Linked DNA regions of Mus musculus: region 2 is linked to region 1. A link is a contact called in public Hi-C data. All regions are on one chromosome and are shown on one strand. The core of a region is the stretch at or near the end of the contact, and the rest is flanking DNA. Distances in the headings are between cores, read along the strand shown.

Region 1 (4,545 bases), core at 985-3,484:
TTACTTCTTTTAACTACTGTTATTACTATCATTAACATTTTCAGCCTGAAGTATAACTTTTTGCAAATTATGTCTCCATGTTTTATTGTGATAAAATACATAGAACATACATTTGACCCATTTGTAGCTACGTACTTTAGATTTAGTGATGGTGAGTTTCTAGTCTTGCAGGTTTTAGGCACTAGGGTTTTTCTTAAGATTTCTGCCAGATTCCCAGGACTGCTGAAGGACAAAGAGTCGATTCGATGCTTGGTATTGTATGAATGAATCCAAACCTTATCGTATCTAAAGCTTTTAGATTAATTGAATTTCGAGTTTTTAAAAGGACGTTGGTGGTGATGGTGCAACCAACCATGAGACACAGCTGTATTCTCACAGGTTATTAAGGGCACTTTGCTGGTGTGATGATAATTCAGATCGAAACACTGAGAATTACACAGGAACTGCTTCTCTGCCAGGGCGCTCAAGCCTTGGCTGCGTGCCACTTCTAGCTTATCTGAAATGTCACACCATCACTGCGACAGGAATCACTTTGCTCTTGTATATCCACTTTGGGGTTGGCCACAGGATTCTAAGAACGTCACTCACTTATTCTGTACCATCCTTCCTCCCAGACAGTAGAAGCATTTTTTTCTTCACATTTCAAAGAATTAAAAGACATAATGAGCTCTGTGCTGACAGCATTTAGGTCTGAAATGTCCTCAAAGGTCCATGCTTTGTCTGAGGGCAGCATGGGACTACTGGGAGGTGATAGAACCTTAGGAGGCGGAGCCTAGCAGGAGCGCTTCAGGTCATTGGTCCTCAGAGGCCTTGGTAGAGCTCCTGCCTCGTCCTCTCTCCTTCTGGACGTTGAAGCTCTTTTGTTCCACTCTCCCACATGCTGCCTCATTACCAAGGCTTAAAAGCCATATCTCCAAGTGGCTCTCGGGCTGAAACCTCAGAAACTGAGAGCCAAAAGAGGCCTCTTCTCTTCGGAAGCTGATCACCAAGGCGTTGGTCACGATGGGGGAACAGCTGATGAGCACATCTGTGGACAGCACAAGACAATTACAGTGGCGTCCGTGATTTCGTGGCGTGTACACGCCTGGCTTTGTTCTTACCCAGTATCTCAGTACCAGGAGTCTCAAACATCATGTGAATGGGTGCATACTCGCCCGGAGTGGGGTCTATATTGTTGCTTTAATTAGCTACTTTCTCCCTTTATGCAACTCCTCACAGGAGCATGGGCAGTAAAGCAAATGGAGCTCACATTTCTCCTCGCTCACTTGGCAGGAATTTCGTCTTGCCCCATGTGGACGGCATTTGCACAGCTGCTATACCCACCGAGCGATAAAAAACAACGCCAGCTCAAGGCTTGGCTAGACCTGTACTTTGTTTCAGCAAAATACCTTAGGAAGTAAGGGGTTAAGCCCTCCTTCTACTTCTATTGCCTCCTCCTTCTCTTGACTCCTCCCTCCTCTGCCTCAAGTAGAGCACTCCACCTAGTCAAGACTGTCTTTGATAATCGGCAATGCACTTTTTGATCATCCCAATCACAGATGCAACTGTTCTCGTGACTGGAGAGGCACTTAAATCAGAGCTGGGAGCCTCTGCCCTTACATCTGTCATGCTACTGCCAGTACAAGGAATTTTGCTATTCACATTAAAAAAAAAAATCAGTTTGTACTTTATAATACTCTGCACTTAAAGAACATGATTACTGCTAATTATCATTTAGAAAATTGTTTTTTTTTGCTTGATTAGAGATTTTTAGCAGTGTGTACTGAAATCTAGTGGGCCTTCATTATGTGTGTTACTTTGCAGTGGATACTGGCTTAAATATTAATATATGGAAATTCAGCTTCATCTGCTGTACCTTTTGATGTCAGCGGCATAATCAGTATAATTGGCTTAGATTGTTTTTCTCCTATTTGTATTTCATACCAGCTAATGTCATTAGTGGGCTAACTACTGAGTGGGGGATCTGCATTGTAGAGCTGCTTCCTGGGCGCATTATTACCATTGGTTTTGATTATTTTAACTCCCAGACACCCCAGGCAGGTCCTCAAGCTGTGCCATATTGTTTAAAGACCTGATCCTCCTGGCCCCCATTCAGAGAACAAGACTTTTCTGCGTCTGAAAGCCCATCAATGCTCTGATAAATGCTGATGCTTCTGGTTGGTCTGGGGCCAGCTTGCTTTTTATAGCATAAGGCAGAGGCTGCGTAGCCCAGGGCCTGTGTGCCCTGGCTCTGAATGGCTCTATGTAGCATGGCAGCCACTAGTGTCCACGAGGAAGCTGGAGCTTGGTCTGGATGTCCCCCGGAGGTCTGGCTGTGTAATTGGCTGGCATCTCAGAGCCTGGCATTAGGGTTTTGCCTCTTTAACCAGTCCCATGTAGCCTTTTTGCTGGTACAGCCATCATATCTCCCTCTACCCTTGAGGCTTGCAAATTTATCTTTTGTACTTTAAAAAAAAAATGATGGCTGGACCTACTTAGGGATTGGAATCTCACTTCCTTTTGGGTTTTGATTATATTCCAAAACCAACTGTAAAAGGAACCCCACATTAAAGTCTAAGTTTGGCTACAGTCGGCCACAGATTCTGCTAACCCTCCGGCTGGGGCACACATGCTTAGTTTTTGTTGGTGGTGGTTATGAAGTCATTTGTACTTGTATAGAGCTTGACTGTTAAGGCTGCAGGGGAACTTACCGAGCTTGTGTGCTGCATCTGCTTGTTTATAGATGAGAAAACAGAGGCTAGGAGTGGTGAATTCCAGCCGGGGTCACAAAGCTACTGAGAGGTAAAAAGATTCCCTTTGCCCAAGCAGGGTCCTTTACTTCTTAAGTGGTACCTTGTTTCCAGATGACATGCTATTGCAACATATTGCGCACACCAGCTAATCCCTCTGTGTGTGATTGACAGCTGTTATGTGCACACGTTGTCCAATGTGACTTGGGGGCCAAGAGTTTTTATAAGGGAAATGAGGGTACGAAAGAGGATATAATGAAAAGCATGTGTATGTGTCCACACACAATCCGCCTGTTAAGGGTGTTAGCAGGGTGATTGCTGCCTGAACGTGACTCACATAAGTCATTGGATTAGAGGGCTAGGTTGGACTAATTTAGAGACACAGAAGGAGTAGGGACCAGAAAGGTATAATAATAAATTTCTTATGAGGGATTAGCTGGTGGAGGCTTCGAGGCTCTGCTGTCTGGAGGTTGGAGAGCTGAAGGAGCGGCTGTTGTAGGTCTAGAACAAGCCTGGAGCGGCTGTTGTAGGTCTAGAACAAGCCTGAATGCTTGAGGACCAGGGAGCTGCTGGTGCCACTGCTGGTTTAAGTCCAAAGACCTAAAAATAAGAGTTCTGGTGTCGGGGGCAGAGAAGGTAGATGTCACAATGGAGGCAAATTTGCCTCCACAAATTAGATGACACTCCTTGACATTAGTGACAGCAGCTGTCTTTCCACCATGTACAGATTTAACTGCTAATGTCAGCCAGAAACAGGATCACATCACACTCGGAAATAGTGTGCTATCAGCAATGGCCATGGAACGTAACCTGGCCAAAGTCTTAGTGCTCCTTCTCCTGAGATGGCAGCTCTCGGCTTCTGTAGTTCTGGGGAAATGCTACTTTCTAGAGCTTATGGAAGCTGTCCTTGAGAGCATCCCTAGCCTATTTTCATAAATTTTTTTGCTGTCCAGTTGGAATCCATGACTTTGAAATGCTCCCTTCTTCCTTGAGAAAATGGAAGAGAGGAGAGGAACTGGGTAGCAATTTTTCTGTTCAAAAATTTCTCTTATGTTTTAGAACCTACCGGGATGTAATCCTAATGAATGCAGTCATTAGGTGATTTTTAATTATTAAAGGCACTTTGGAATTTTTAAATAAGAAGCCTCTAGGGTGAATATTTTAGACTATGTGACAGTAGTGTTAATAACCAGCAGTTCTTCTAACAGTTGGTTTAAGTTAATTTGGCTTCATCAAAGGAAACAAATAAAATTAATCCAGACAATATTTTACCACATATGTCTAGAAACAAGACTCTTAATCTTAAATAATCATTTCCTGATGTTTCCTCTCTGAGCCAACCCTCTCCTTATTTGAATTTGTCAGTTTATGATACAGAGAAGTGAGCTAGCGATTTTCTACTCGCAGTCATGTGAGGCCTGGTCTTCAGATTTGCCTTGGCCTGTGGTCATGGCACGACACCTTCCTGTCCAAGTCTCTTGAAAATGTCAGGCAAATGGGTCGTCTGGCAATGAGTCAACACTGGACATAGCCAGACATTTGGAGACTGGGTTTTCTGTCTCAGTTGCTAGGGAATTTTCCAATTGAGTAGCCTTGGACACATCACAGGCTACTTTAGTAAGATGGAAAGGACCAGAGAAGGACTGGGCCAGTGGCTCTAGACTTCTGGGTTTCACAAAACAATGGGATTTCTAGAATGATTTTGGAGACCAACATAGGATTATCAAGGTTGTTTTCCATGTAGTATTGTAAAAAAGTCCCAAATGTCAGCCCCCTGGGAGCATACTGAGCAGTGTGTGTGTGTGTGCTTAATCTT
Region 2 (4,438 bases), core at 576-3,075, 230 kb after region 1:
ACTCAAAGTACCATGTCTAGGAAGCTGGAGAGGGATCTCCAGGTTTGTCTCCTTCCCAGAACCCTGAATGTCATCAAGTCCTGATGTGTCAATTGGGCAATGCAAAGATAGAACCCTGGGTCCTAGGAGAGGCTTCCTAGGGCTACATGTGTGATATAATTACTTCTGTATTACACATGGGATGAAGACCCATTGAGCACCAGGTCTGGGTTCAGGAACAGGAGGAAGTGTTATGATCCCTGCTACCCACAATTCTAGATGGACCTTTCAGCCCTAAGCATATGAATCACCTAAATGAGTTTTAAAATATAAAGCTGTAGGTAAATACTAGCCTTAATTATACACCAGATGTGGTTGTAGTTTGGATATAGATTAGATGTACCCATATACATGGCCACATGGAGGCTCCCTGCTCCTTATCCTCACATTTCGTGGATCAATTCAATAGTGTTCTACTCGTACACACATCTACTCAGAGTCCCGCTGTTGTTGATTGATATTACTCTTGTGAGGCTTGGATCCTGACTCATCGACAGGACTTGGAGAGTCCACACTAGAAGATGACCCATCAGAGGAGAGTGGATCCTATAAGAACAGAAGCAATATGGGTCAGAGGAAGGCAGACATATTTTATAAGAATGAAAACTGAATCTCGTGTCATTCATCATGCCCGGGACCTTTGGAAGGGACCTTGGTGGTCTTGTGAACATTTGGTTTGATTCTGTGCATATGACTGAGTATCTGGTTATGGTCCTTAAGTTTCTGTTGTTATGACAACTACCATGACCAAAGGCAACTTGGGAAGGAAAGGGTTTATTTAATCTTACAGTTAGTAGTTTACCATCTAAGGAAGTTGAAGAAGGAACTCGGAGGCAGGAACTGAAGCAGGGGGCTTGGAAGAGTGCTGCTAACTTGCTTGCTCTGTGTGGCTTGCTTAGCCTGCTTTCTTATAGTGCCCGGGATCACCAGTCCAGGAATGGCACTGCTCACAGTGAGCTGGGCCCTCCCATATCAATTATCAATCAAGAAAATGCACCACAGGCTTGCTAACAGGCCAATGTGGTAGGGTCATTTTCTGGACTGAAGTTCCCTCTTGCAAAATGACTCTTAACTTGTGTCAAGTTGACATTGAATTAGCCAGCACAGTGAATAATTGTGGATTCTGGAGTCAGGGTGCATAAATTAGAATAAATTCCTCTAAGCTGTGATTGTGTTTAAGGCTAAATATCCTCAATTGTTTCTGACACCCGTGCTTCACTCACCAACACTTTTGCTGGTCTACTCAACTTTGAGTCCTTGTCTGATCTAGACACCATCTTTTCTTGTCAATGGTGGCACTCCAAAACTTCCCCACTCCAGAATGACTCACAGGAGTGTGACGACCAGAATTCACAATTATTCATTGCATTGGCTAATTCTATGTCAACTTGACACAAGCTAGAGTCATTTTACAAGAGGGAACCTCAATCCGGAAAATGACCCCACGGCACTGGCCTGCAGGCAAGCCTGTGGTGCGGTTTCTTGATTGATGATGGATAGGTGGTGGGCCCATGAAGACCTTGCATTATGTTCACCTTCCCCAGTGTAGATCTAAGTGTCTTATGAAATGCAGTTCACAGGAGTAGAAGTCCTACTATACGATGGGAAGACTGAATATGCAATGCATTTTTATGCTTGGGAAGGGGGCAAGGAGTAAGTCTGTTAGCCCAAGATACCACCAGCCAGTCGGATACTAAAGTGTCACACTGGAGCTGGTGCTGGAAGGGCCTCAGTTCCCATGTTCAGCTCACCCAGGCACGTGTTTCCTGCTTGGCAGCCTCTGTAACCCGAATAAGGAAGAGGGAGGGGCAAAGCTTCAAGAACAACCTTTGAGTTCACCGCCTGAAGAAGGCCAGGGACTCACCCGATCTCATCGGCTAACAGCTTTTTTTTTTTTTTTCAAATAACAAACAGGTCTCGGACATTTACACTCTGCATGTGGGTTTTCATCACAATAGCTGCCCTGCTTTTAGAGATCTGTGAATAATTTGATAGTGGAGATAAAGAGAGAACCCTTTGAAAGAGGACACCCCTGAAATACCATCTCTGTCAAATGGGTACGTTCTCCCCCACCTCCCACCCCGCCCTGCTCTCACACATAATCTCTCTGAGAAATAGGATAGTGACTTCAAATGACCATTTCTGCACCTTCGGATAATGAATTTAAAGACATATCTGAAGAATTCTTGGGCAACCTGGCTTGCCCAGCAGCTGGGCAACATGCCATGGGCTTGGCAGCAAGCAGAGAAGGGGGGGGGGCGTGTGTGTGCAGTAGTGTGAGGAGAACCACCCTGAGCCAACATGCCGCCTCTCAGGAGAAAACAAGCTTTTGAGAAGCTGAGTGGGTAGGGAGCAGTCAGAGGCCAACTAGCTAATTTCTAAACTGGAAAGAGAAGCAAGTCCACTCTACCCTCTGGAACGAATGCCCCAGATTTGAATCAATGTTTCTCTCATTCTCCTCTACTTCCTTTAGAGGGGACGGGAGGGCAAGAATGTGAATGGTTTACACCTCCAACAATTCTGAGTATGTGACTGGGAAACTTCTCCCAAGAACTACTGTCATCGGTCTGCAGAGTGACCTTAACCCTCAGCTAGCTCTTGCTCCTACAGACACGGATAATAAGCAGGTCTTCTGCGTCACGGCTGTGCACGCACAGGGAACAGAGTGATAAGAGGCCAGCGTTTCAGGGGAATTGAAGGACAGACAGCCTGAAGGGGTTGGAAACACAGACTGAGTACAGAAGCTGTCATATGCAAAGCCGTTTTGACCTGTGTTTTCTGCAGCCTGAGTTGCTAAAATGGACTGGCTGGGTTCTGATGAGAACTCCTTCCTGGCTTGAAGGCAGTTAGCTGCCTTATTCTGGTGCTCAAATGTAGAAAAGACAGAGAAGAGGGTGGTAGGGAGGAGGAGGGGACAATATGTCACTTCCTTGCTTCCTTGCTTCCTCTACTTATGAGGACCCTGTTCCCATCCATGGGACCCTGATTCCACCCGTGGGGCTTCATATTATTCATTCTGTTGTGATGAATAAAAAAGTAAGAAGAGCAAAATTTCAGCTCTCAGCCAAGTTTTATAGAAAGCATAAACATATATGCCACATGCACACGTGTGGGATGGTAAACCATGCCATGCATAACTACATGAGCACACACATAGGCAGCAAAGTACTCAATGAGATAGACCCCCACCCAGGGTTGGGAGGGGATCCAGAGATGGTGTCCAAATCTACTTGGTGAACTATGGTTGTTATGTTTGAGTGGCAACTTCCCTTCCTCCCTCTGAACTGACTGGTCTGAGTTATTGCAGGGAATTGGATAATCCAGACAAAAACAGGGAAGGTGATTGGTTCCTGCCACAATAGCCCTTCAGTGGATAGCTTGAGTGTCCAACCACACAGTCTCTCTGTCTCTCTGTCTCTCTCTGTGTCTCTCTCTCTGTCTGTCTCTGTCTGTCTGTCTGTCTGTCTGTCTCTCTCTCTCTCTCTCTCTCTCTCTCTCTCTCTCTCTCTCTCTCTCTCTCTCTGTTGCTGTTGTTGTTGTTTGTCTTGTTTCCTCTCATGGTTTAACTGCTTACCAACGGTCCTACCTCTTCTGATAGCTGCACATTAAGGATATTTCCTATACGTGAGTTGTGGGGGAAATAGATATTCAGGGGCAATGGTCTCCCTGTAGATCAAAAGTGTGGGGAGGAGGCTGCCATTGACTGGGCAGTAGGTACAGGAGAGGACACTGAAGGGACCGCCAGCTGTAAGGGCACCACACAGTGCAGAGGGGCTTGAAATGGGGAAAACATCCCCACAGAAGATCAGTTCATTAAAGAAAGAAAACATTTGGTGATGCTATTCCTTCTAGAAGATTCTCTTCAGGGGGATGAAGGCAGAGGTCCTTCCTGTACTAAAGCTGACCTGTTCCTGGATCCCAACTCTGTGAGGTTTTGGTCAGGGTCAGAACCAGTACACAGCCCCAGGGACCATGACAAGGGTTTGCTTCCCTGATCTCTGAGGGTAAAGCCCACTTCCATCTCCTGAGGTCTTCTGTTCTGCCGCAGTTCCTTGCCTCATGCTCCAAACCACATTCCTTCCACACCTTAAAAAAAGGTCTTGCCTTTAAATTCCCGAGTTTCCATTTCCTCTTGTGCATTGGCTGGTGAGGATGATAATTGCGGTTAAGCTCTTCAAAGCTGGCTGAGTTGAGCTTTGCTCTAGCCTGAGGGACTCTATGACCCATTGTTAACTCCCATGCATACTCTCGCTCCATGCCCTCACCTCTGGGTTTTGACTGATTTCCTTACAAGCCCATAGGTGGAAGTAGAACAGTTCATGTTTTAACAAGGGTCTTTGCTCCAATAGGGCCACCAAAAACTGTAGCTTTGAAAAAAAATGGTGTTTTATTTCACATT

What was found. Hi-C and Micro-C count contacts between places; a contact is called where the count stands out from the background.
Region 2: a Hi-C map of the N1E-115 cell line shows a contact between it and region 1, with 2.1 times the contacts expected there. The contact joins two enhancer-like sites. A contact is called at or near these places in 4 of 484 Hi-C or Micro-C datasets (the N1E-115 cell line, bone marrow-derived macrophages, cerebral cortex and 1 more) and 1 of 115 datasets of contacts at active chromatin or transcription factors (neural progenitor cells).

The regions. Positions count from the first base shown.
Region 1 is chr13:97,408,112-97,412,656 of GRCm38.p6, forward strand. No RefSeq gene overlaps it. Among named protein-coding and RNA genes, the nearest start is that of Lncenc1, 25 kb to the right of the region's middle. Within about 2 kb of position 2,235, at least 18 of the 459 cell types and tissues checked have an H3K27ac peak or open chromatin away from gene starts, as enhancers often do. A contact at or near this core is called in the N1E-115 cell line, where this site is marked.
Region 2 is chr13:97,643,491-97,647,928 of GRCm38.p6, forward strand. No RefSeq gene overlaps it. Among named protein-coding and RNA genes, the nearest start is that of Gm34087, 23 kb to the left of the region's middle. Within about 2 kb of position 1,826, at least 51 of the 459 cell types and tissues checked have an H3K27ac peak or open chromatin away from gene starts, as enhancers often do. A contact at or near this core is called in the N1E-115 cell line, where this site is marked.